Regions from separate parts of the Mus musculus genome. Here regions 1, 3 and 4 are each linked to region 2. The links are chromatin contacts, called in public Hi-C and promoter capture Hi-C maps. All regions are on one chromosome and are shown on one strand. Each heading gives the region's core, a stretch centred on a gene start, on an enhancer-like site or on the middle of the called end of the contact. The rest is flanking DNA. Distances are from core to core; before and after follow the strand shown. Region 1 holds the start of Eif2ak4 (eukaryotic translation initiation factor 2 alpha kinase 4). Region 2 holds the start of Spred1 (sprouty protein with EVH-1 domain 1, related sequence). Region 3 holds the start of G630016G05Rik (RIKEN cDNA G630016G05 gene). Region 4 holds the start of BC052040 (cDNA sequence BC052040).

Region 1 (7,052 bases), core at 790-3,289, 1.3 Mb before region 2:
TAAATGTCCTTGAATTGTAAACTATATCTTAAATGATTGATACCCAAACTTTTAAATGTGTAAATTAATTTTTGATATACACTCTGAACTGTTTGACTATCCATGAATGAAATGTTTCAAAACTGACATTTAATCCATGACATATCCCCCAAAAGTTAAAAAAAAGTGATCTGAGTTTACTGGCAGTAAACTTGACCTGAAATGAGAAGAGGTCATTGTCCTCACTGTGTTCAGGCTGACATTTGCATATTCATACATTTATTTCATTGCGTTTACATTGTGAACACACCCCCACAGGCATGGAAGGAGGAGGAACATACACCCCGGATTATGTGTAAGAACACTTCTGTATTCTGAAAACTACTAGGCCTCAAGGGTTCTAGATTCAGGATAGTGGCACCGAATAACCTTTCCCTGAAGAAAGGCAAGTAGCGGGTGCTAATGAGAGCTTGTTCAAAGCGTAACCTCTGACTCATCAGACTGAGCATCAATTATTTGCCTGAAAGGCCTATGAAAGAAAGTGTTGGTGATATTGCTTGTGATCCAGAGCCAGAGTCTACTACTGAATAACTCTACCTGCCTTTTACACTATCTCTGGGTTAAGTCTTCTTGGTTATAAAGGCCACCGTGAGCTGTAAATTCCTGGGCTAACTGGGATCAGCTGTAAATTCTTAGGATTATCAGTATCATTACCTAAAAGTGGCTGATGGTTTTCCTTCCATTTTCCTGCACCTTGGGAACATAAAACTAAAAAAACTAAAAAAAAAAAAAAAAAAAAAAAAAGCCAGCTGGGTCTCCCTGAGTCCCCTGCACATTCTGTAACACTATTCTGGTGGCCTAGGCCCTACTTCCTGGTTCCCTGGAAACAGAGAAGTTGCCAGATGACCTGTAGGTTATCTTACTATTTACAAGAAGCATGTATAACTGTATGTAAAGTTACAAATAAGGCCTAAAAAAGTAAGCTTCCCGCCGGCAGCAGGGGTTTTGTGCATGTTTTACCCATGACTGTGTTCCTAGCGTCTAAATCATTAAATTAAAAAGTATATTGGTTTAGTGGGAGAATCTTGGCCCTGACAGCTTAAGTAAAGCCTTTTCCTAAAGAAATACTAGATATAGAGAAAAGACAGACATTGTGAGTTAAAGAAGTAAGGCAGATGGAGGAAAGAAGTACTTTCAAACTTCAGGAACATTTTAGTTCGGCAGATACACTATTCAAGGATAGGGAGAGACTGTCACTGCCCTCAGCTTAACTTCCACACAAAAAAGGAAAGTGATGTTTTAAATAGAACTCGGTAAACACTGCATTACAGCGACAATAAACATGTTCTATACCTATTCCTCAAAAGTCTCGGAGGAAGGTACAAAAAGTTCTTCCACACAGGAAACGGGATTTACACAGTGTGACCTGGGAGTTTGTTTGCTGAGAGCACAAGACCTGGACCCACGCCCCCTAAGCATCCCCAGCACAAAGTAGCAATGAGTGACTATGAATGTGCAGTCACAACCCACCTCGAGGCCTGGGGCGAGTCAGTGTGGGGAAGAATGGTTGGAAGGACGAAGGGTGGTTAGGGGACGTCAGTGGGAATAAGAAGCACAGCAGAGAGAGGAGCCCGACCGGGGAAAAAAGAGAATTCAGGCCAGGTGCTGCCTTCTCAAGACCAGTGGCGGCGCAGAGGCAGAAAGTGAGGGTAGTGGAACTGCAATATGAAAAGCCTTTAGGATCTAAGTGGTCGCCCCAGACTGGAGGCGTCTGGCTGGGTTCCTAGACTGGAGAACACCGGGCCAGACCAACCACGTTCCTACCCGTCCGCGCGCATCCGGCCGCAGATCCTGGAAGTCCGAGCCGTAAATGGCCTCCAGGGCCTGCAGCTCGTGGTCCTGTCGCTGCGAATAGCTCTCCTGTGGCTCAGCCCGGCCGCGTCCAGAGGCCCCGCGGCCCCCAGCCATGGCGGCCGGGGCAGGCGCAGCGGCCTAGGCGAGGTAGCGGTGATTCTGGGGTGGGTAGGGGAGCTCCAGCCCGCGCCGTGACCGAACTGAGGGCGGGGCCTCGAGTCGGAGTCGGGTCTGGGGGAGGGGCCTCGAGCTGATGACAGGTCTAGGGGGTGTGGCTCTGCTCTGGGGAGGCGCTTTAAAGACAGGATCTCCAGCGGGAGACGAACCTGGGGGCGGAGTCTCGAGCTGAAGACCGACCTAGGGGCGTGACTCTGAGCAGGTGAGAGGGCCTTGGGCGGAGCCTAGGCCAGGAGGCGGGTCTGAAGGCGGGGTTCTCCGCGGCTGACTCGTTTGGCCCACTCCGGAGAAGGCCAGTGGGCGGGGTTTTGCTCCAACTTCTCATGGCCCAAGACTTCTAATAAAACAAGAGTAGGGGAAAGCTTTGCCTTCTTCCTGAGGGGAGAAATTGAGTCAGGAATTGCCAACACACTTTGGAGAGCCAGTCTCTTAGGTCAAAGTGACAACACATATTAGTTTTCACAAAACAAGTATGTAGCAGAAACAGGCGCTGGAACTCCTTCACCCTGCCTGGCTAGAGAGAGGAAAATTTTAGAGCGCAGTCATGAGTTAAATCGTTTATCTTACCTGACCTTCCCAGAATGAGACTACTGGGAGGAAAAAACCGTAAACCCTGTTTCCCACATTCGTTACCCTTGAATCATTAATTAAATGTCTCATGCATGCTCTCTGGACTCTCTGAAATTCTCTCCTTGCATTTTCAAATCCCACAAAGAGAATTATCCGACCAGTTCATTTAATGTAAATTTGAGCATTCACATTCATGTAAAATGTTGCACCCTACTTTACATACTTAAGGGATGTATTTGTGTCCATATGAGTCAGGGTCTCCCTCTGCAGCATGGTCTGGCCTTGAATTCATAGTAATCTTCCTACTTTATCCTCTCAGCGCTAGGATCATGAGACTGTGCCACCATCCCTATTTGACCATATTTTTTTTTCACGCATATAAGTAACCTATCTATTCAGACATTGCTATTGCTTTGTTGTCTACCTGCTGTAGCTTAATTCAGAAAAAAAATGCACTATCATGCCTCGAGTTAGGTTAGGTGACATGTCTCTGTCAATCTTGTTTGCATCTATCTTGTTCACTTAGTAATGTTGACTTAGGCATCTCACCTTCAGACCACTCTGATCAGACAAGGTAACACAAAGGCCTTTTAGAAACCACCTCCTCCCTCCTTCAGCTGGAGACCTGTTCTGTTTCCAGGGACCCCTGCCTGGATACATGGCAGAACTCAACAAACAGTGAAGATATTTGTTGAGTGCTGCCTTTTTTTTTTTTTTTTCAGCTCTCACATTCAAACTGTCATCATGTCCTCAGTTTCCCCCTAAGCTGCAGCCCATTTTTACCACCTCTTCACTGGCTCTCTATTCGGCCGTCTTCATCCTTGCCCCATGTTAAGCAGCTCTTCCTATTGTAGCCAAAGTAAAGTTCCTAAATCACGAATATGGCCACACTAATCTCTAAAATCCTTCCAGTTTCCAACTGCTCTTCTTCTACTACAAAAGAAAAACTCAATACGGATTTTTTTCAACATAAAAGCAGAGGAAACATTATAATAACCCCAGGTATTTGTCATCCAGGTCCACAATGTCAGATGTCGTCACCAGTATTGTTTCATTTTCTCCATCCTTAGGAATGCTTTAAATATCAAATATTGTGGACTTTGTTTATAAAGAAGCATGTGTGTAACAGAAAAAGACATTTGAAACCCATTACACCTTAAAGTGTAACACTTTCTATGTTATTAATATCTGTATAGTAAAAATGCAAAATAGTAAAAATACTTTTATTTAATAAAACAATAATTATTGTGTGACAGTCTTTTCCTGGGGTGACACAACACACACACACACACACACACACACACACACACACACACACACACAATTTACCCCAAAGTAACGAATGCACCAATATAACTTGATGAACCATTGGGGTTGTTATTGGTGCTACTAATAGAAATGTGGGTGAGGAGTTACTTAAAGGAGCAGGGATGACTTAAAAGCAGCTACACCAGCAAAAAGCACACCCCAGCAAGAGGGAAGACCCTGGAAGCTACTATTGTGAGCTACCTGCACAGCTTGCAGGGAGCCCCACACTCCACAGTCCTAGTATCTCTGAGAGTTACCCAGGCCAGAGACTTCTCCCTAGAAGTTGTTCACCTTTTTTTTTTTTCTACTGCTGGGGAGGGGGGTTGTTTATTTCCTGGGATTGTGAGCATCTGCCTCTCACCTGGAGGTGATGTTTCAATTCAGAGGGAACTCATAGAACAAGTGACCATATAGACATGTAGAAAAGGGTCCTGCTTATTAAGAAAATTTCACTGTATCATTAATGGATAATAGAAATGTTAAACCAACAATTTGCTACCAAGTAATTCAAAATGAAGAGAGTTTTGTTGTCCATATATCTATGACACAAATGTCCATAAGTATCCAATGTTGACCATGGGATAGTTTAAGTGAAAGATCATGTGAGTTCTTTGAGTGATTCTTGCAACCCTAATATAAGTTTGTAATTAATTTAATGTCACAATTTCAAAATAAGAAACTAGAAACTGTCAACTGTATTTCAAAGTAGAAATTTTGTGTTACCATTAGTGTCCCAAAGTTCTGGTCCTTGACCCTGACAGGAACTTTGTTAGTCTTTAAATTTTAAACATTGTAACAGAGGTGCAGCAATGTTTCAACTTACTGGTTTGAAAAAGCAACCTTATTTTTTCCAAGTTTACAGACATTCAGGTAGGTAGTTTAGAGAGTGCCCATACGCTCTCTCCCTCCAGAGCTTTCCCCAAACTTTGTTATTACAGTCATCTAGTGTTGCTATTGAATATATAGAATCCCAGGATAGAAACTGTATGTGCAGAGACTGACTGGTCAAAACTGCAGTGATGTGAGGTTCAATTGTTTCAAGTCCAGAAGCTAATTATCTCATCTGGGGCTAGCTTGAGCGCCATGAATACCATTCCTTACCCAGGTCTATGTTAGAACTAGTATCCTGTGACTAATAGATAATTCTTATCTATTAATTTTGTAGACAACTAAGCCGAGCTAAGAATGCCATCAGATAGCATCTGACGCCTATAAACCTTCCCCTGTCTTGCTGTAATGACCTCTCTGATTATCATCAATGTATTTAAAACTTGTGACTTATGGCTTTCTTTATTCAGTAAAACACAAGGAAACAGCTTCCAGCTGGAACATACAACCTAGAACTGGTTTCCTGGGCCATGACCACTGAAAATAGCTTCAGAGTGAACTGTCCTTTATTCCCTTTAAGGCAGGAGCTGTGGGATTTTTTGTCTAGAGGCTGCCTTTAAGTTTCATAGATTATATTAGGGTTCAATGTTGTACACATACAGATTGTAATTTATCCAGCATTACTTTACTATGTATGATAGTTTGTATACCTAGAGAAACTCCACATTCCACTCACTTGTCTCTTAGATAATTCTCTTTAGACTTTAATAGCTGGTGTCTTAGTTATTTTTCTATTGCTGTAACAAAACACTATAACCAAGGTAACTTGTAAAAGAAAGCATGCAATTCAGGGCTCAAGGTTCCAAGGGGCTAGAGTCCATGATCATCACAGTGGGGGAACAGGCAGTAGGCAGCAGGCATGGCCCTGGAGCAGAAGCTGAGAGCTTTCATGTGATCCATAAGTATAAGATAGAGAGAGCTAACTGGGCTGCTGTGGCTTTTGAATGCTCAAAGCCAACACCCAGTGACACACCTCCAACAAAGACATACCACTTAATCCTTCCCAAACAACCCCACTAACAGCCTGAGCATTCAAATATATAAGCCTATGTGGGACATTCTTATTCAAATCATCACAGTTAGATACCTACTATTTATAAGAAACATCAAATGGCACAAAATACTAAGTATAAGTAAGAGATTCTCACATGGCTGTTTTATAAAGAGAATGGGGCCCAAAGGGTTTGAGTGTTTGTTGTTGCAGCTGGTGTTATAGCACTTCAATGGAACCCAGCCTGAAGCTAGTATGGATTTTTCAGTTTTACTGTCTTAGTTAAGGTTTTACTGCTGTGAACAGATACCATGACTAAGGCAACTCTAATAAGGACATTTAATTGGGGCTGGCTTACAGGCTCAGAGGTTCAGTCCATTATCATCAAGGAGGGAGCTTGGCAGCGTTCAGGCAGATATAGGTTGGAGGAGTTGAGAGTTCCGAAGGCAGCAATGAGAAGATTGGCTTCCAGGAAGCTAGGATAGCAGTCTTAAGCCCATGCCCGCAGTGACACACTTCCTTCAAAATAGTGCCACCTCCTAATAGTGCCACTCCCTGGGCCAGGCATATGCAAACCATCACATTTACTGTGTCAAGATCATCTTTTCTCTCTAAGCCAGTTGAGCCTGGATTTCTATGAACTATTCTGGTAAGAAGACGGTGTGAAATAGGCTTTAACAAATTAGAACAGGGCGAGGGGTGTGGTTCAGTATTAAAGTAGTTGACTCATATGCATGGGACCCCTGGGGCTGGAGATGATGTCTCAGCAGTTAAGAACACTGACTACTCCTTCCAGAGATCCCCAAATTCACTTCCCAGCAGCCACATGGTGGCTCACAACCATCTGTAATGGGATCTGGTGCCCTCTTCTGGTGTGTCTGAAGACAGCTACAGTGTTCTCGTATACATTAAATAAATAAATAAATAAATAAATAAATAAATAAATAAATAAATATTAAAAACAACAACAAAACCCTGACATCTCAGGAGAAAAGAGGGGGAAGAGCCAGGAAATGCAACAAAAGGACAGGGAGCAACAGAAAATGAATAGTAAGTACATCAGAGGATAGGTTGCAACTATGTCTCAATTTTAGAAGGCCTGCTTCATCGATGATGTCACTGTTGCTTCTTGGTGGATCTGAGTGTTTGCCAGTGGTCTTTTCTGATGAGCAAAAGCACGACTTCCAAAACCTGCAATTCAGTTGCTCAGGCCAGTCTGGAATACAGGCAGGTTTATTAGGAGGCAGCTCTCAGGTGGGATCCCTATCTCACAGGCAGAGGGCAG
Region 2 (6,253 bases), core at 747-3,246:
CAAATTCTCCTCACTTCCTGAACCCAAAAATCTACACAAGGACAAACAAGCTTCGAGTGGTTTTCTTAGGAAAGCCTTTCAAGTTGTCCAAGGTGATGGATGTTTAATTATTTTTTTTATGAATGAAGTGTGCTATGCAAATGAGGGCGATTCACAAAAAGAGAGAACATGGCGGCCACTTCTGCTTCTAGACTGCACTGACTGCAGCAATCCACCTCCTTCCACACCCGCTCCTCAATGCGTGCTTTTCAAAGGGGGGGGGCGTTGCTCGGCATTTTTCTGCTATTTTATGGTAAACGGGCCTTTAAAGCCTTCTCGAAAAGATCTGACTTGAGGAATGCACTTTATTTAAAGGAATGCATCCTAAGGACTAGACTTCATTTAACTCTTCATAGCCCTCCAAATACAAACAAAAATTGAATTCAATTACAGAAAAAACAGACACCAAAATTCGGCCCCAAATTAACTCTCAACAGGAAACTCTTACAGCCCCATTATTCCTTCAAGAGGCTGCTACATTAAAGCAAAATATTTAAAAGGCACGGTGATTCATTTGGAAAACCTAAGGACAGTCCAAAAAAGCAAAAACTTATGGATCAAGCTCTGATGAAGTCACCAACGCGTTCGGCAATGTAAACCGTACTTTATCACAGACGGAAGCCAAACCCTAGCATTCAAAATTTTTAATTACTCTGTTCTTGATTAAGACGGGTTCAATACTCTCGAAGGTTAAAAAAATAATAATAAAAAAACACAATAGCTCAACATCGCCCACACTCCAGGTGTCCTTAATCCTATTTAATTCTTAAAATGTTTCCCTAACCCTATCTTTTTACTAGAATAGTATAGGTCATAAGTTTAAAAAGTGGGGCGGGGGGCGAAGGCTTAATCGGTATTTAGGAGTCACTGAGTCATCGAATTAGGATTCAAGAGCAGTTTGCGGCTGGAGGTGCTCCCACACATTAGTTTCCGAGCGAAATAGCTGTAGAGGCAGGGTGGCTGGATGTTCAAGGTGTTTGGGGAGGGGGGGCGGGTTTGACGCCGGAGTGAAGGGCAGGCAAAGGGTAGTTTCTACTCCACTTTGAGCTACCCACATTATTACTCTGTCTCGGAGACGTCCGACTGCTACGCCGCCTCTGCACTGCACTCGATACCCTTCCCCAAGCAGAGAGGCGAAAATGCACGAATGAAAAGGGGTGCTGCCATTAAAGAAAATGGCCCGACACATCGGGCATCTATCACCTCCCGGGCGGGACGGGCTGGGGGGAGGGGGCTGCCCCCCGGGCTCAACCAGGCCAGGGCTCGCTTACTCGTTGTCAGAAGTCGCCGTCTCCTCGCTCATCTTTCCCTCACCGTGATCCGATCAGGAGATGGAGGAGCAACAGCAGGCAGGGAAGCAGCGGCAGCGGCGGCACCGAGGGGCGGCGGGCGACGACGGCCGGCGGGGCGCGCGGGCAGCGGCTCGGGGGCCTCACCATGGTGGATGCCTCACTCGGAGCGGTGCCCCGCGAGCCGGGCAGCCCGGCCACCCCCGCAGGGGGGCGGCGGCAGCAAGCGCGGCCGTGGCGACCCCAGCGGTTTGCCGCGCCGAGGTCGAGTGCGAAGCCGAGACGGCGCGGGCGACTGCGGGCGCTGAGGGGGACGCGGCCGGTGGCTGAGGCGGTGCTGCTCTCAGGGGCGCGGCGACGGGCGGGCGGCGGGAGCCGGCGGGGGGCAGCCGAGCGCTGGCTGCGGGAGGCGGCGCGGTCCCGCCGAGGTGCCGCGCACCATCTCCCGCCTGGCCGCCGGCTGCCCGCGCGGCGCGCCTGGTCGGCCCTCAGGGGCTGCCTCGGACGCGCTCCAGCTGAGGGGCCGCAGGCAGGGCGCGAGGCGAGCGTCGGAGCCCGAGGGCACAGTGCCGAGCGGCGGCGACGAGGGCCGAGATCAGCGCTGCTCGGCGGCCCGCTCCTCACGCCCGCGAGAGGGGAGCCGCGAGGGGGGCGGCGGAAGCGCTCACGCCGCCCGCTCCTTCCGCCGCTCGAACCGGGGGCGCCCGCGGGAGAGGCAGGCGAAGTAGTCCCTCGCGACTTCTGGGCCGCCGGGGCTCGCGCGGGTGCGGCTGGGCGGACGTGGGGCGCGGCTGCAAGCCGGAGGCGCGGGGCCTCTGAGGGGTCGGGGGGAAACCTAAAAGCCGCGGCCCGCAGTCGAATCACTGCAGCTCTGGATCGTGGGCAGCATAACAAGTTTCAGGAAAGTAGTTCCCTCCTCCCCTCGCTTCCCAAATCGTCGGGCAGCGGGAGCGGGGCGAGGAGGGTGGCGGAGGGATATGTCGCTGCACTGCATCGCGCGCGTGTGCGTGCGCGCGCTCCAAACTCTTGGCACGCCGAGGAAAGGGGGCGGGGGTGGGAGCTGTGAGCCGAGCTGCTCCGGGACTGGCATTGTTGCGACGCTCAAGTCCCCGTTACTCGGCCTGGGATATCCGGGTTGCCGGGACAAGCGGGCAGCACACCGTGTGCTCGGGGAAGAAATCGGGAGGCCACTCCGTACTGCTCAGTGCGCGTGCACGCGCGCGCGTGTGTTGTGTTTTTCTTGCAAAGAATGGAACTGGCATGAGTTCATCTCTTAGTGGGGGTTACAGGCCAGGACTGCAAAGCGAGCTCCTCCTGCTGTCCCTCTAGTTGCATTGCTGCAGTTCCCTTGCTTCTTGCACAAGGGTAGTTGTGTGCGTGTGATGTGTGTGTGTGTGTGTGTGTGTGTGTGTGTGTGTGTGTGTGTGTGTGTGTGTGTGTGTAGAAAGAGTTGGTTTCAATACCTCGCAGCGCGATCCTCACTGCGCAAACAGCATGCAATGCTGGGCATTCATCTCTGGAAGCACGAGTGCTTGTTAATGGAGAACGGCTTCCATTGAAGCCCGGGGTAGGCGGGTTACATGAATCTGGCGCATCCAGCAGCACAGGAAATAACTCCCGCTGCGAGCGAGGTTGCATAACTATAGCGCAGGAGAAGCCTGTGTGGCACGAACTTTGGCGAACAGAGGCGGAACGGTTGTTGGATAGGCAGCTGTCACGTTTGCATTGTCAGAGGACAATGTATGCAATCATCCCAAAAGATCTTTTTTGCACAAGAACCTTCTAAGGTTGAGGGCTGGAGCCTGGGATCTTTGTGACCGGAGGGCTAGGAACTCCTAGCTCTATAAATTCTATTATCTTGTCTCTAAGAAGTCAGCTTATACACAAGATGGCCTGGGGGACTGACTCCCTAGCGCTCCTAAGTTCCTGTGGCGTCTCCCTAGGCGGTTTTGCGATAGGCTTTTCACTTTGTTCTCAAGTTTACTTAACCCCCGGGGAAGGAAGCTTCCTGTTCCAGCCACCTTGAGAGATAGAACAATTCCAAGGGAAGAAGTCCAGCGGGCCTCCTAAGGAAACCGTCACTCTTCAGCCAAAGGTTTCCAGGAAGCCTCAGAATTGCTGCTCTCCTCCGAATGAGTACACACTAATGTGCTAACAGTACTGTGCACATAAGAGTGCCTAATGTGTGTTTGACGAAGGAATAAAGGCGCTAACCCAGCCAGCCGTGCACCAAAAACCCATACCGTGGATCACTGAGGTTTCTTTATATAACTTCCAGCCGCGTCTGCAGGATTGTTCATCTTAGGAACAAGTGGGGATGGGAAAAAGGAGTGAGTGAGTGGAGCGTGGGAAGAGATCTCCACTCCTACCATTTTGAACTTGATCTTAGGATGTGAAGAACCTGAACTCCAGAGTGTAGGTGCTAGTCTGTTCTCCAGGTACTAACTGGCTTTGCCCGCTCATGTTTAAATCCGGGCCAGACTGGCAGCTAATGTGGAGGCTGGGGTAGGAGGATTCCAAGTTCAAGGTCTGCCTGGGTTACAGAACCAGTTCAAGGCTAGCCTCCTTAATTTAGCAAAACCCTGTCTCAATATAAAAATTTAAAATGAAAAGGGGGCCAAAGTTCTAGCCTTGTAGTGGAAGGCCCGGGGTTGGAGTGGGAAGAGGTAGACTTGAAACCCTCGGCTAAATCCCCAGTACTGAGGTGGGAGGGGAGAGCTTGATCGCCCAGAGCCTGTTCTTAAGTAACTCACTTAAATTCTGTCTAGTTTATGTGGCTAATAAGCATCTATTTCACAGAGCTTTTATATGGATTGATGGGCTAGCAACACACATAAAGCACTTAGTACAAATTCTGAGGTGGTAGTATGTCCAGTTCTCACTATAATTTTATAAAACAGAAGTTCTAAAGCCCATGTCAAAGTGATGGCATGTGAAGGTTAATTGAAAAGCACTCGGCATTGTTCAGTCATTCAACAAATAACCATCTGTCGTTTCCTGTGCACCCCAGTAGACACATGGCCTGGCCCTTGGTAAGCCATCAACAGTGATAACCATCAGAGTTATGATTAAGGACAAAGGTAGCCATTTGCAAAGGCAGCTTTCTCTTTTGAGGAGACACAGCTGTCTGAGGCTCCTGTGCAGCCCAGAAATCATCAGAACTGACTTTTGGGTAAGATGAGAAAACTGTCTTCATCCTACACCAAGTAATGTGCTGTACACACACATACATACATACATACATACATACATACATTCATACATACATTCATACATACATACATACATACATACATGAGAAAACTGTCTTTATCCTACACCAAGTAATGTGCTGTCCACACACACACATACATACATACATACATACATACATACATGAGAAAACTGTCTTTATCCTACACCAAGTAATGTGCTGTCCACACATACATACATACATACATACATACATACATGAGAAAACTGTCTTTATCCTACACCAAGTAATGTGCTGTCCACACACACACACATAATACATACATACATGAGAAAACTGTCTTTATCCTACACCAAGTAATGTGCTGTCCACACATACATACATACATACATACATACATACATACATGAGAAAACTGTCTTTATCCTACACCAAGTAATGTGCTGTCCACACACACACACATAATACATACATACATGAGAAAACTGTCTTTATCCTACACCAAGTAATGTGCTGTCCACACACACATACATACATACATACATACATACATACATGAGAAAACTGTCTTTATCCTACACCAAGTAATGTGCTGTCCACACATACATACATACATACATACATACATACATACATACATGAGAAAACTGTCTTTATCCTACACCAAATAATGTGCTGTCCACACACACACACATTCATACATACATACATTCATACATACATACATACATACATACATACATGAGAAAACTGTCTTTATCCTACACCAAGTAATGTGCTGTCCACACACACATACATTCATACATACATACATACATACATACATGAGAAAACTGTCTTTATCCTACACCAAGTAATGTGCTGTCCACACACACATACATTCATACATACATACATACAGAGAGAGAGAGAGAGAGACTGGTCAACAGCCTAAATGAATGTGTAGGTGGTGGTCAAGCTACCAACTCTTTTAAGTTAAGATCCTTCTGTGTCCATTTTAAGAGGACCTTGCAGTTCCCACCACTTACCAGTAGTTGACGATCTTACTTACCTTTAATATTATATATTGCCCACTCAAGTTTCAATCATTCTAGGCCTGACTGACACACCCCTATGATTCGAGCTGATGTAGAGGCTGAGGTCAGAGGATTGCAAGTTCAAGGACTGCCTGGCTTACAGAACCAGTTTAATATATATTGTACATTAAAATATTGTTTAACTGTGGAACAGAAGTGATCTTACAAGGATGCTCAGAGCCTAGTGCCTGGGTTTTGAAGTATAAAAATACAAAAGATATGTCCCAGTGGCGTGGGGCTAGAAGGCCTCTGCTGCTGCAAACTCTTTAAGCGTCCACCTGGGGCCCAAGCTCCAGGACATTGGATGACTCGATGCAGAGTTTGCTACTGTGTGGGCCTGAGAGCAGTCCCACTAGCCTCGGAACCTGCTCTTGGTATTGGTGGGAGAAGTGGGTGAGCTGGTAGAACTCTTTCATCAGTGGAAGTCTGATGGCAGAGCCTTGCAACATCTTCATCTACCTGGTAGCATTTGCAGTCCACTATCATGTGGCTTTATCTCAAGCAGTAGTCTCCAAAATGAACACCAATCAACAATGTGACCCAGTCCATCTGTCTCAAGATTCTGCATGTAAGTCCACAGACTTGCCCCATGGGACTACCTTTGAAGACCAGGCTAAAGGGCCTGCAGAGCCTTCCCCTGATTTGAACTGCCCCTG
Region 3 (6,424 bases), core at 1,668-4,167, 1.1 Mb after region 2:
GCTTTTCAGAAGTCTAGGAGATGCTTCAATAAGAAAGGGGGTGATTAAAAACAGACTCTTAAATTTGAGAGGCCCAATTCTCTTTCTCATTCACCCCCTTCAGTACCCCCCTTTTCACCTCCTTTTTAATTCAATGTTCCCACCCCCCACTCCAGAGCTAAGTAGCTGATTTAAGATTGTGAAGAAATAGGTTTTACCAACCATATTTGTTCTGGGGCACTTGTAAAACGCGATTTGTAGAGAGTCTTTAGCCTTCCAATTGTCTTTGAATTGTTTTTACTGAAACAGATCTTTTGCAGTTAATGAGTCCCCACACAGCTGGACAGCTCCTCACGGACACTGAGAACTCTAACCCCAAAATGACCCCAATTTGACACCGCAAGATGAAATTTTACCGCCTGTTAAAACCATTTCCAGCCTGGGCAGAAGGGGCTGACTGTTGACTGAGGTGTGCATGGCGCCTGTGACCCCCATCTCTTGTCTGTCTCTGGGGCTGCCCCACCTATTTCCCTTCACCTCAAATGTGGGAGAGTAAATGAATCCACAAAGGGTGTGGAGTGTGAAGCTCTGAAAACAAGGTGCCCATATACAGAAAGAAAAGAGAAAGTGTGGACACCTCGCTGTTGTGCAATGGCTTCTACCAGACATGGAAATCGAGATGAGGAACAGAGGCAAGTCCCTCACTATATGCAACCTATGCTGTTGTATTAATAAAAACACCCATAAGCTGTTGGATGATCACAACTTGTGGTATCACAGGGATCAGGAAAGATACTCCAACTTGATCCCCTGTGCAATGCATGGCAGTGGTAGATTTTAAAACTAACATTTAAACTAAGAGTTTTACCAATAGCGTGCATCTGTGTAACCCATCTCTTCAGTGAAAGCAGCCGCTCCTTTTAGATAAAGTGAATTTCAAAGCCAAAAGGCCTTCACCAGCATGCTATTTTCAACCACCTCACACTTCTTAACTCTAAAAGTCTCCCTAAAAATTCTCGCTTTTCTTAAAATGTCCTTCCTTTCTGCCCCCTACATCTGACCAGATTGTCCTCTTGTTTGCTTTAAGGCATTTGCCAAAATTCATAAGAAGTTACGTGGTGAAGGAGAGGAAGAGGTTCAAGTTTAAGCTCCGTCTGCACTGCCCACAGTATAAATCGGGGTTAGCATTTTTCTTTGTAAAACCCCAAATTACCACCCTTCATCAAGCCATTATTTCCTTAACGATTGCTTTAGAAAATAGAAATAATCAACTTGGATTTTTGTTTTTAACTCAGGGAGAAACTTTATTAATGCTGTTTTTTCTTAATGCTAAAGAAGTTTTACTAAATAAAGGTTACCGGGAAATTAAATCGCTTTACAATATCAACAAGCTGGGGTTGGGGTGGGGGTGGGGGCTGCGAACCGCTGTGGAAAAAAAGAGCTAAGCATGCTTACAGGAAGATGCAGAGGTTTCTCACGAAGTTGTTCTTTACAAAAGAAGCGTTTATCTCGGAAACCCGTGTTCCTTTGAAAAAGAAACTTCCTAACTGGCGTTTATTTAACCAGGATTTAAAAAGAGCAAAAATCTTACTGGCGATACTAAATAGCCAATGTTGAAATTAAGAACAATTAGAGGAATCAAAACTGAATGTAAACTCTGCCAACAGTGCTGGGCCGACAACTTGGATCCAGTATCATTCACAACTCTGTGAAGCAGAAAACGGTCTTCAGCCAGGCCAAATATTCTCTCATATTCTGTGTCTCTCCTTTCTGTGTCTGTCTCTGTGTGTGTCTCACCTCCCTCTCTCTCTTTCCCTCTCTTTTACCCTAGGAGGATAAACTGAGATTTAACTTCACCCCCTCCCAAAAAAAAAAATTCTGGAGGCCAACTTTTCCTTTTCTTTTTACTTACCTTTTCTTATCTGTCCACGAGTAATTCAGCATCAAATGAGACGGATATTTGTAATCTTGAAGTTCTTCTAGGGGGGAAAAAAGTGGTGGGGGAGGGGGAAAGGACCATATAGTCCTTCGGGTTCCAAACTGCTCTGCTGTCTTGGGCTTGAAGCGGAAAGAGAGGGAAACCCTTGGCTGGACTCTGCTCCCAGAAGGTCCCCGAGGCCGCCTTCCCTGCTTTGGCCACTGGAGCCAAACTCGCACGGGCTGCAACCCCTCTCCCGGCGCGCTCTCCGGGCCTCTGCCAGCCCCTCCACACTGTCTTTATATGTGAGGGCCGATTTCCCGCAGACATCATTGTTATGATGGCTCATTTAATCAAACTGTTTAATTGCTCTGGTAATCACTATCATCATCACAGGTGCTCAATCATTCATCATTTTTGGAGGGCTTTATTGACCTCCGGAGCTCATTCACCAGCCCTAGGAGAACGAGGCCAAATTTCCTCAGACTCCGCATGGAGTCTCGGCATGCAGTAGTTTTAGCTAGCTTGGGATGTTCAGAAGCTTGCTAGGAAACCAGGAAGATGCTAAATGGGAGAAAAACCTCTCTCTCTCTCTCTCTCTCTCTCTCTCTCTCTCTCTCTCTCTCTCTCTCCCTCCCTCCCTCCCTCCCTCTCCCTCTCCGTCTCCCTCTCCCTCTCTCTGTAAGTCCTCTCTCTCTCTCTCTCTCTCTCACACACACACACACACACACACACACACACACACACACACACACACACCACTCTACTATACCTAACCACTCCCATCCACCCCCGCCCCCATGAGAAAGTCCAGTCAAAGGCACCCTTGCAGGAGGCGCTGCTTTCTGTCACGGGATGGTTCAGAGTTGGGGAGGGAGGCCGCAGTTGAACAGCAAACCCTTACTCTGTTTGCTATTCTCTGGGCCTGGGGCCCGGAACCCAGGGCGAGGGTGAGAAGTTGGGGAGAGGGCGCGCTCCCAGTGCGTGGCTGGGTCGCGCTGCCAGCTGCCTGGTGGCGGCAGGGTGAACCCGGCTACGCGCGCCGGGTGACCAAAGCTCCGCCCCCAGCTCTCGTCTCTCGGTGATTGACGCGCAGCCGCGGGGAAACAGCAGAGCAGAGGTAAAGCCAGCTGGAACTCCGGCCAGGGATTGGGCGGGACCCCGGCCAGAACTAGTTTCTACCAAAACCTAGTCGGGTATTTACCTTTTTAACCCTACTCGCTTCCTTTTCCTTTTGGGAAAACTTTAGGAGCCAGTCCCATGGTCCCCATCCAGCGAAATCCTCCCGGTGTAATTAACTCAGCCTTTAGCCCTCTTTACAACCGCTGCGCCCAGGGCAACCACAACAAAGCTGGGCAGCCAGAGCCAGCCACTCCTCGCAAGCATCTTCTGTCTCACATGCTTTTTAATCTTTCTCCTCCGGTGCTTCCTAGATCCAAGATTCACTTTAGAGGCGCACAGCGGTCACGCGCACGCACGCACGCGCGCGTACACACACACACACACACACACACACACACACTTGTCTACATCGGTAAACAACAAACACCAAACAACTCCCTCTCCTCTAACTCCTACCCCACTAACTCCCGCCCTACTAACTCTCATCCTGCTTTCTCCCTCCAGATTGAGCCCAGGACCCCTAGACTCTCAATGGTGGTCTACACTGTCTGCAGCGCACCGAGGGACTATGCTCCGAGTTCAGCTGCTCATATCTTGTACTAGACAAAAATGAATATTGACAAAAAGGGCTCTGCATCTGCACGAGAAAGAAAGTACCACTTAACAACAACAACAACAACAACAACAACAAAAATCCTAGCCTGGCGGTGGTGCAGTTGGCGGAGCTTGCTGCTCTAGGTTGTAGTGGCAGAGTTCGGGACCTAGTAATCCGCCGGCAGAGGAAGGGGGCCGCGGAATTAAAACGAACAAAAGCTAGAGCGCCATGCCAAACATCCCCAACGCGACCCAGTTAGGCAGGAGCCAAGAGGAGTGGTGGGGAAATAAACGAGAAGTAAGTTGAAAATAAAAAGATCTGAGTCTGTACCGTACTTTCCCTGTGGCTTTCTGCAGTTTTCCTGTCTGCGCTCTCCCTGTCCTCTTCCACCTCTCTTCCTTCCCCCTCCAATCACGCGTGTTCTCTCTCTCTCTCTCTCTCTCTCTCTCTCTCTCTCTCTCTCTCTCTCTCTCTCTCTCTCCCTCTCTCTCCCTCTCCTGTCGCTCTCCCTCCTTCCCTCCCTTCCCCCTTTCCCCCTCCCTCATCCCCCCTCCCTCCCCTCTTCCTCTCCCTCCCGCGTCGTCCCCCTGGAGAAGCAGGCTTGCTGATTTGCTCCGGTCCTCTCCGCTCCAGCCTCCCCTTCCCCAGCCCCCCCCCCCCCCCCCGGGGCCGTCCGACCGCACTCGCTGCATATCAGAGGCTCCGCGCTGCGCGCTCCTCCTCGCTCCAGCTCCCCACTCTCGGGATGTGTCTCCGCCGTAGGACGGGCTATGGCCACCACGACTTCCGGGTTCCGTCATTTCGTTCTCCCGCCGCCGACCCGCGCCGCCAAACTGAGGCTCTACTATAAGCCCGGCTGCAGCCAACCTGCCAACACCTACTGACACTCACTCATCTCCCAGAGAGAGAAAGAGAGCGCGAGAGAGCGAGCGCGAGTGAGAGCGAGCGAGAAAGAGAGAGAGGGAAAGACAAAATACCTACCAGAGAGGGGGGGAGGAAGTCCAATTTTTGCAAACTATTCATTTTTTTCTTGGTTTTCTCCTTGCTTTCTTTGAACAATACTTTAAAAAGAGAGGATCATATTAGAGCTATTTTGGGGGCAAAGCTAAAAGAGGGGGGAGGGGGGAGGAAGAATTCAAGAAGCAGAAACCCCTCGCGGAGTTTTACTGGAAGAAAAAAAAAACGGGTCTGAAAGATTGCTCCTCTTCATCATCATCAACCATCATTCATTCACTACCTTGACATTCCGGGCTTTGATTGACAGCTGGAGTGGCAAAAAGCCATGAAACTCGACAGTTCGGTTACATGTGGGCTGCTGACTGGCCGCTCGTAACCTTCAGTTCGGGGGCTTGACAATTTTTTTTCTTTTTCTTTTCTTTCTTTTCTTTTTTTTTTTCAACTAAGAGGAAAAGAAGAGAAAGAGGAGTAAAGGAGGACCGAAGAGGAGGAGGAGGGGAGGGGGAGGAGGGGGAGGAGGAGGAAGATCAGGAGGAGGAGGAAGAAGAGGAAAAAAGAGAAAAAGAAGAAATATCACTGAAAAAAATTCTTCGTTTTCTTGACTGGGCTTTCCCCACCCCCCAAAAAATAACATTGGAAAATTGGGAGAAGTCTCCTTGGTTTGGAAAAAAAGGACTCTTCAACCTAGCTCACTTTCTTATCCGGACTGGGATATTAAATATACGACACATCCAGGAGTTTATTGGAGCGCAGACTGATGGCGCAAAGGGTAGGTTTAAATCTCCAACACTTACCTAGATATAAATCCTCTCCTACAGGGCCCTGCCCCATGCCTTCTCTCCCTTTGAGCTGGCTGCTGCTGGTTGCTTGATGATGATGGCGGCCAGTATTTTAAAAAATAGTAACAAAATTATTCACCGGCTTCTTTCCCCCCTGTGCCTCTGCGTGTGTGAGAGTGTGTGTGCGTGCGTGTGTGCGTGTCTGGCCGCGCGTGTCCCAGCGCTGAGCGAGCGGGCGGGCGGCGAGAGCGTGTGAGTGGTGTGTGTGTGTGTGTGTGTGTGTGTGTGTGTGTGTGTGTGTGTGTGTGTGTGTGTGTACTTGTGTGCAATTGTTACACGCTTTCGCCTCGCTCCAGCTTTTACCCCGGCAGCGTGATTCCCCGGGTTCTCTGCGGGCGGCGAGAGCGTGTGAGTGGTGTGTGTGTGTGTGTGTGTGTGTGTGTGTGTGTGTGTGTGTACTTGTGTGCAATTGTTACACGCTTTCGCCTCGCTCCAGCTTTTACCCCGGCAGCGTGATTCCCCGGGTTCTCCTGCCGCCGCCGCTGCGCCTCTTTCGCCGCTACTCGCGCGGCTCCGGGCGGGCGCGGGCTGCGTAGGAGCCGCCGGCGTGGGGCCGCGCTGCCTAGACTAGCCCCGGCTGCTTGTTTTGTCTCTGAAATTGACAAGGACGCAGGGAATCCGCTGCTAAATAATGTTTCTGGTAACTTTCACGTTATTCCTCCCCACCCTCAGCTCCTAGCCCCCGGGGAGGCACCGACCCTAGTCTTCCCTTGTCCTTGCCGTTCTCGGCCTGATTATTAGCGTTTTTCTTCTCTTTATTTTGTTTCATTTCGCCCTTTGATTTATTGGATCTCCTGGAGGAGGCGAAGGGGGGTAAGGGGTGGGATCCGGGGCTTCCTTCTCTTGCTAACTCCACTTCTCCCTGGGTTGGCTCGCTGGGGTTCTGCAGCCTCCAGCGGGAGCGGGGCCTCCCTGTGCCCCCCCACCCCCCACCCGGCGTCCCCGGCCTCTCCGCCTGATCTGCCTTCCCTGAATGCTGCTCTCGGCTCAGACTTTAATTTTAAAATTTACGAC
Region 4 (6,192 bases), core at 237-2,736, 1.5 Mb after region 2:
ATGTGATAATATACCTACATCTTATACCTTTTCCCCCTGGATGGTCAGTCACCACTCATTTTAGAAAGGATGCAAAAAAAACTAGTGATAATAATTAAATTCCAACTTGTCAACTCTGCTCTTGAACAGGAACTATGATAAATCCCCTAGCTACAAAGTCCTTAAGTATGGACAATATTGGAAGGAGAGCCTTTCTCTTTAGAGTCTAGGAAAATTAGTCTACCAAATATGAGGTCATGAAAGATATGCTTCAATTTGTATTGATACCTACTATCCAATAACTTGTCTTTCTCAATGAAATCTCTCTGGTGATGCATGGTCAAAGGCTATGTGTTATTGATAGGAAAGCTCTCCATTAGGAGTAACTATGCTCAATGTCATAATATGTTTTGAATAAAAAAATATACAAAATGTTCTGTATTATTTAACATATTAATTATGATGACCTAGTTGTTTTGAACAGGTATTCAAGTAATGAGTGGGTCTCAGTTTTTACATCTTATAAATGGAAAAAAATCTATGTTATATAATCTCTAAGAAACCTTTCCTAGCAGGTGGGAAAATCCTAAAATCCCACAACAAAGTGAAAAGTATGAAACCCATGGGGAATACGTATGCACACAATGAGAAACCTTCAGACCTTGAGATCCAAATGACCAGACTCAAGAGTGTGACCCCCTAATGTTCTCAACTCTATAAAGAATCTTTTCATTGCACAGCCAACAAGACAAGGCCCCCTTTGGGCCTGGGCCCTCTTGCTACCAGTGGCAATCCGAAAGGGTCCTGTTCACTCTAGATCTACCATCTCTAGGTGTCTGTGTCAAGTTGGCAGCACCCCAGTGCGATGAACCGCCAATTCACGTTTTTTTACGTTGCAAAGATCCCATTACCAATTATTTACTGCTAGTATCTGTGGATTAACCACTGGTCATCTATGAAGCACCTACTTAATATGTGTACACTCTCATACCCGCAATATGTATCAAGTAAAGATCTGCTGAGTTGGATTCAACTCCCAAGGCCTGGAGTGACTTCAGGAGCCTCAGCCATTAAATGTTTTGTATGGTAGGCAGGTGGAGGGAAGAGAGCATTCTCATGATCTTCGACCTAACTCTGTTCCTCCCATTTGTGTGTGACACGTGGCTTCTATGACTGCCAGGGTGGCGGGAACTGGGGTGCAGGTAAAATGCTGTGAGAATTGGAGATGGGGACTTACCTGGGGAACCTCTGCTTCAGCTTCCTCAGGCTCTGCCTAGTGGGCGGTACAGACACTAGGCACTGGGCTATCTCCTCGTACTGGGCTTTGGTTAGTATCATATTGGGCCCAAGGAAAAATCACCCTTGGGCTCGTGCGGGCTTGGTGCCTAGAACCTAGGGAAGGGCAGAGCGCGGTACGACCCTGGGCCCTCCACTTATTTAGCTATCCCTTATGCCCCCAAAGCACACCCCCCTAGCTGCACCGCGGGGCGGAGACACGCAGCGTCCCAGGCTTCACCTCCGCGGGAGAGGCGGGCTGTAGAACTATTTGCGCCAGCAGAGTGTACTGAGCAGCCGCAGTAAGCCGGGCCGAAGGCAACTAGCCGCCATCTTGGGTAAGGGCAAAGCAACCAGGAAGTGGCGGCTGCGTACCGAATTCTTTTTGCGTCTTTAGGGGCAGGTGTCCCCAGCAACACCTCCCTGAGATCGGAACCCAGACGCTCATTGAAGACACTCTGCCAGCTGCGAGAAACACAGACGGCCCGTTTCGGGTCACAGGGATGCTTTTCCAGCCTGGAGTTGGAAACCCGGAAGTGCTCTGGTGGAGCGCGGGATTTGAATGTGTTTTTTTCCGACACGCCCAGTTCTGCCGCTCTGAGCAGATGGCCTGCAAAGGAGCAAGGTGAGCGGAAGCTAAGCAGCGAACAGGATCTCTGCAAACCAGCGGTTTCGCCTGTGCTGGGAAAGTTCTTCAGCCTCTCCCGTGGAAGGCAATGCTGGTTTTGTTGAGAACTTAAATTCTGCATTAAATTCTCTGGTGGAAAGCAATGCTGGTTTTGTTGAGAACTTAAATTCTGCATCTTAAAACAACTGGCAGTAGAATGTCAATTCCACTCTCGCATACATAAAGAAGTAAATTCCTGGCCCCCACAATAGTGAGTGCCCAATAATGTGTAGAAATACGAACTTCTGAGTTAATATATTAGAGCATCTATATATTTGGTTTGGTTTGGTTTGGTTTTTTGAAACCTTTGTTTCTAAGGTGGGCGTATGATATGTGTTCTCTCCCATTTTGAGCAAAAGGAAGAAAATCTGCTTAGGTTTTAGCACGTTTAAACGGTTTACTGCTTTCATTTGGTGTAAAGTGTAAGTTGGAAGGTTGGCCTAGATAAGACCCCATTGGTAAATTCTTTAGTTCATCAAAGCCTCAATTACTTTACCTATAAAAATTTGTAATTCATGAGGCAGGTTTTAAGACTAAATAAGGTAGTATAGAGCCAAGTTATGGAGTCACCGTAGTTGTCAGTCAACAGATGAAAGAATAAACAAAATGTGGTTTAGAAACACAGTTTTAAAGATTAAAATAATGACTACATCTGGAAAAAGGACTCAAACCAATATCTTTTGCTTCCTCTCCCTTGTGGCTCTTCAGTTTTACATAGATCACAAGTACACACACATTTACATACATACACATATGTACAAGAAAGAACGCAGAGAAATACTGAGAAAGCAATAAGACTGGGGGAGTGTGTGGACATAAAAATGAAAGAATTTATATTTGTGAAATCAGCACTATGTCCAATGACCATCTGTCAATAAAAACAATAAGATAGTACAAGAGACATTTATTTAGCATAGCATTCAACAGACATTATTTACGTAACTTAGGTTATAAAGACTAAGTTCCTTAAGTAAACTAGGTAGGATGTTTACTAGATAGTGTTTTGTTGGTATTCTTGTAAGGACTCCCTTAATCCCAGTAACTTCCCCTGGCGCAGGTTCTATCCCCATTATTGCTCCGTCCTTCCTTTGTTCAGAGTGAACAAAGGCATAAAAGGTCAAGGAACTTCCCGGAGGTCATGAGAACAAGTCAATAGCCAGAGTGGGATTTAAGTGAAAATTGGTACGCTGTGTTGCTGCCTCTCAACAATGCGTAATCACTTCATCTCCTAGTCACTCTCCTAAACCCAAAGGGTCCATTTTTCTGTTTTTTTTTTTTTAAAGTAAATACTCTAATTAAAAAAAAAAAAATCACATACAAGGGGCTCTTTTTCCCCCTCTAGTTTTCACTATATTTTCTTGACAGTTTCCAAAGTTCAGGACCAACAGCGGTCCCTGAATTGAGCAAGCGCTGCGAGTTTCTAGATCTTTACCTCAGAAAGTTTCCTTCCCATATGCTTTACATCTAGATCTGGTTGTGTGACATTAGCGCATAACCGTTATTTATGGCAGCGGAGCCTGGAGTTGCCACCTGGTTAGTTTGTTGCTGACCCTGCCGTGACTTGTGCAGGAAAGCTGACTGACGAGAAGCAGACAGCACTTGGCTCCCAATCCCTCTCCCCTTCACAGCTTCGCTCCTTCCAGTTCACAGCCATCGGGGATTTTATAGAAAACATCAGTTCAAGGATGTTTGCGCTAGTTGTTTTTATAGCAACCCTCTTCTCCCTGGCTTTTGTCCTGCCCTCGCCCTCACAACCCTTACGGAAATGGCCAGGTTTCTTTTCTTGTTTTTATTTTGAACATGCTGGCAGCCTACTATTTTAACTCAAATCTGGTCGTTGTTTACAAAGTTAGTACTGGGAGAAGCAGAGTGTTCTGTGCTGCTTTCATCTGCAGTGACGTATTAGGTACAAAATAAGAGCTGGGCGGAGCTCTTCTGCTGTGACTTAATTGGTTTTTTTCCCCTCCTAACAGAAATGCTTGCACTTGGCTGAGCATGTACTTGAGGCCCCCTTTTTTTCTTCCTGCTCCTGCCCGCTTTGCGCTCATCCCTCATCACCCCCTTCCTGGATGGTTGAATGTTGAACATTTTAAAAGAGGGGTGCAGTGTGGATGTGAGGCATGTGCTCCTTTCAGTAAAGGCACTGATACAAAGGGTTAAAATTAAGAATGAGCAGAGTTAGGCGGCTGGGGAAATTATTCCCACTGTAGCAGAGTTCTAAGCAGAGTAAGGAGTTCGTGGCCTTGGAAAGACTCAGCCATATTTTCAAATAACCTACCAAATCGAGCGCAAGTTTTTAAAACCATGATCACACTACTTTTATTATATTGAAAACTCTGATGCTCTTCATAGGGCTTCTGTCAACATTTACACTGACCATTTTAAAGTAAATGAAGTCTACTAACTGAACATGTGGAAAGAAGAATGCTAATTTTTTGAGAGTCTGTTATGGGCAATTATCATTCCACTGATACCTTATGTTACTGAATCTCGGCAGTTACACTGTCCAGTAAAGCTACTGGTTTATATATTGGAAACTGAAGTCAAATAATAATGATGATGATGATGGTGGTGGTGATGCTGCTGCTGATGGGTCGGGTTGGAAAGATGGCTTATCAGTTAAGAGCACTTGCTGCTCTTGCAGAAGACCCAGGTTTGGTTAGTAGCACTTGCATGATATCTCACAACCATTCATCACTCTAGTTCCAAGAATCCAATGTCATCTTCTGACCTCCATGAGCACCAAGCAGACATATGATCCATATACATACATGTGAGCAGAACACTTATACACATAAAATAAACCTAAAAAACAATTAAGGTCTGCTTACCTGGAATGTTTCGTTACTAAATTGTAAAACGGTGGTTTGAACACAAGCTGATCTGATTATGAGATATTATGTCATCTCTCTTTTGAACCAAAGCTTAAATCACCTTTCAGCAAGTAGTCATTTTATTCTAATCTCAAAACAATAATAAAAAAAATCTTCTGATTATCAGTGAAGATGAAACACCTGCTGTGGAGAGGGGAGGCAACTACTCAACTCAATAACTGAAGAAAAAAGGCCGGGCAGTGGGGGCACACGCCTTTAATCCCAGCTCTTGGGAGGCAGAGGCAGGCAAATTTCTGAGTTCAAGGCCAGCCTGGTCTACAGAGTGAGTTCCAGGACAGCCGGGGCTACACAGAGAAACCCCGCCTCGAAAGAAACCAAAAGAAAAAAGAAAAGAAAATGAAGAAAAAGTGGGAAAGAAAATATACAGAAAGACAAACCAACTGTAAACAGATAGGGATGAGTGTGTGTCTGTATGAAGTCAGTCGGGGGAAGGTCTGTAATCAGTGGTCTAAGACCAGAGGAATGTCCACGGGACTTTCACCAAGATCCACTACACACCGAAACTGCCACATCTTCCTGCAGTTCAGTGTGGCACCTCTTTGGGTCTTTGTTGTCAAAAAAAAACAAAAAAAACAAAAACAAAAAAAAAACCCACTTAGCAAAGGTAAAGCCTATAAGTGGTTTCTATTAACTTACTGTGCCACATTTTAGAAGAGCATTTCTCAAATTATCTATGTTAAACCACCTCTTTTCTTTCCATTTATTGTGGACAAATTATTAAAATAAGATCAAAAATGAATTACTGAAAAGTGAAATGTAAAAAGATAGAGACACGCTGGCAAGTTTGTTAACAAGGGACTCAGTCAAGTGGCATAACTCTTTGCAGCCTTTAATGTTTGCTATATTTAGATAAGAGACCAAACCTTTTGGGTTCAGACTCCATCTTAGAAGACCTGACAAAGGTTGAACTCAAGTAAACTAACTGGCTAATACCTCACACCAGTTTCCAGGCTACCCCACCCCTCAACAAGACCTGTGTCTACCAGTTTTCAAGGTTACTCCCCAACAAAACTTGCATCTAGCACCAGTTTCCAGGTTATTCCCTAGCAAATTTGCCTCTGCCACTTCACTTCCTAACAACCACCAATCAGGAGAAAAGCTGAAGTTAAGTTTACGGTTTGTCTCCCGGAACCAGCCAATTATGTTAAAGGCCATAATGTACCCCCCCCCCCAGTCAGATGTGTAGCAGGCTCGATACCCCCATCTTGCCTCTATAAATGCTTGTCTGAAACTAAGCTCAGGGCGCCTCCTTTCTGCTGTATCAGGGTTGGGTGGGGAGCCCAAGCAGGAGCTTGAATCAAGGGCCCCTAATGTGATTGCATCGGATTGGCTTCTTGGCAGTGTTTTGGGGGTTCATGGCACAACACAGATATGTAA

Evidence for each region. Promoter capture Hi-C pulls out the DNA fragments that hold promoters and counts their contacts. A called contact is a pair of places that touch in the nucleus more often than the background predicts. Capture Hi-C pulls out chosen DNA fragments and counts their contacts.
Region 1: a promoter capture Hi-C map of pancreatic islet shows a contact between it and region 2. The contact joins the promoter of Eif2ak4 here to the promoter of Spred1 in region 2. A contact is called at or near these places in 6 of 39 promoter capture datasets (the C10 cell line, the HPC-7 cell line, hippocampal neurons and 3 more) and 1 of 9 other capture datasets (pancreatic islet).
Region 3: a contact with region 2 is called in a Hi-C map of cardiomyocytes, with 2.7 times the contacts expected there. The contact joins the promoter of G630016G05Rik here to the promoter of Spred1 in region 2. A contact is called at or near these places in 2 of 39 promoter capture datasets (the 3T3-L1 cell line and cranial neural crest), 2 of 484 Hi-C or Micro-C datasets (cardiomyocytes and embryonic stem cells), 3 of 115 datasets of contacts at active chromatin or transcription factors (astrocytes, embryonic stem cells and stem cell-derived neural progenitor cells) and 1 of 9 other capture datasets (embryonic stem cells).
Region 4: a contact with region 2 is called in a promoter capture Hi-C map of pre-B cells. The contact joins the promoter of BC052040 here to the promoter of Spred1 in region 2. A contact is called at or near these places in 2 of 39 promoter capture datasets (embryonic stem cells and pre-B cells), 1 of 484 Hi-C or Micro-C datasets (B cells) and 3 of 115 datasets of contacts at active chromatin or transcription factors (embryonic stem cells and large pre-B cells).

Annotation. Positions count from the first base shown.
Region 1 is chr2:118,383,604-118,390,655 of GRCm38.p6, reverse strand. It overlaps Eif2ak4 (eukaryotic translation initiation factor 2 alpha kinase 4), which reads right to left and starts at 2,039. Exons shown (of 39, transcript NM_013719.3): 1 at 1,804-2,039. The coding sequence starts at 1,947.
Region 2 is chr2:117,116,814-117,123,066 of GRCm38.p6, reverse strand. It overlaps Spred1 (sprouty protein with EVH-1 domain 1, related sequence), which reads right to left and starts at 1,996. Exons shown (of 7, transcript NM_033524.3): 1 at 1,311-1,996. The coding sequence starts at 1,342.
Region 3 is chr2:116,063,718-116,070,141 of GRCm38.p6, reverse strand. G630016G05Rik (RIKEN cDNA G630016G05 gene) reads right to left here and starts at 2,917. Exons shown (of 5, transcript NR_153841.1): 1 at 2,802-2,917; 2 at 1,892-1,958. It overlaps Meis2 (Meis homeobox 2), which reads left to right and starts at 5,084. Exons shown (of 12, transcript NM_001159568.1): 1 at 5,084-5,340. The coding sequence starts at 5,329.
Region 4 is chr2:115,577,010-115,583,201 of GRCm38.p6, reverse strand. BC052040 (cDNA sequence BC052040) reads right to left here and starts at 1,486. Exons shown (of 11, transcript NM_207264.4): 1 at 1,217-1,486. The coding sequence starts at 1,317.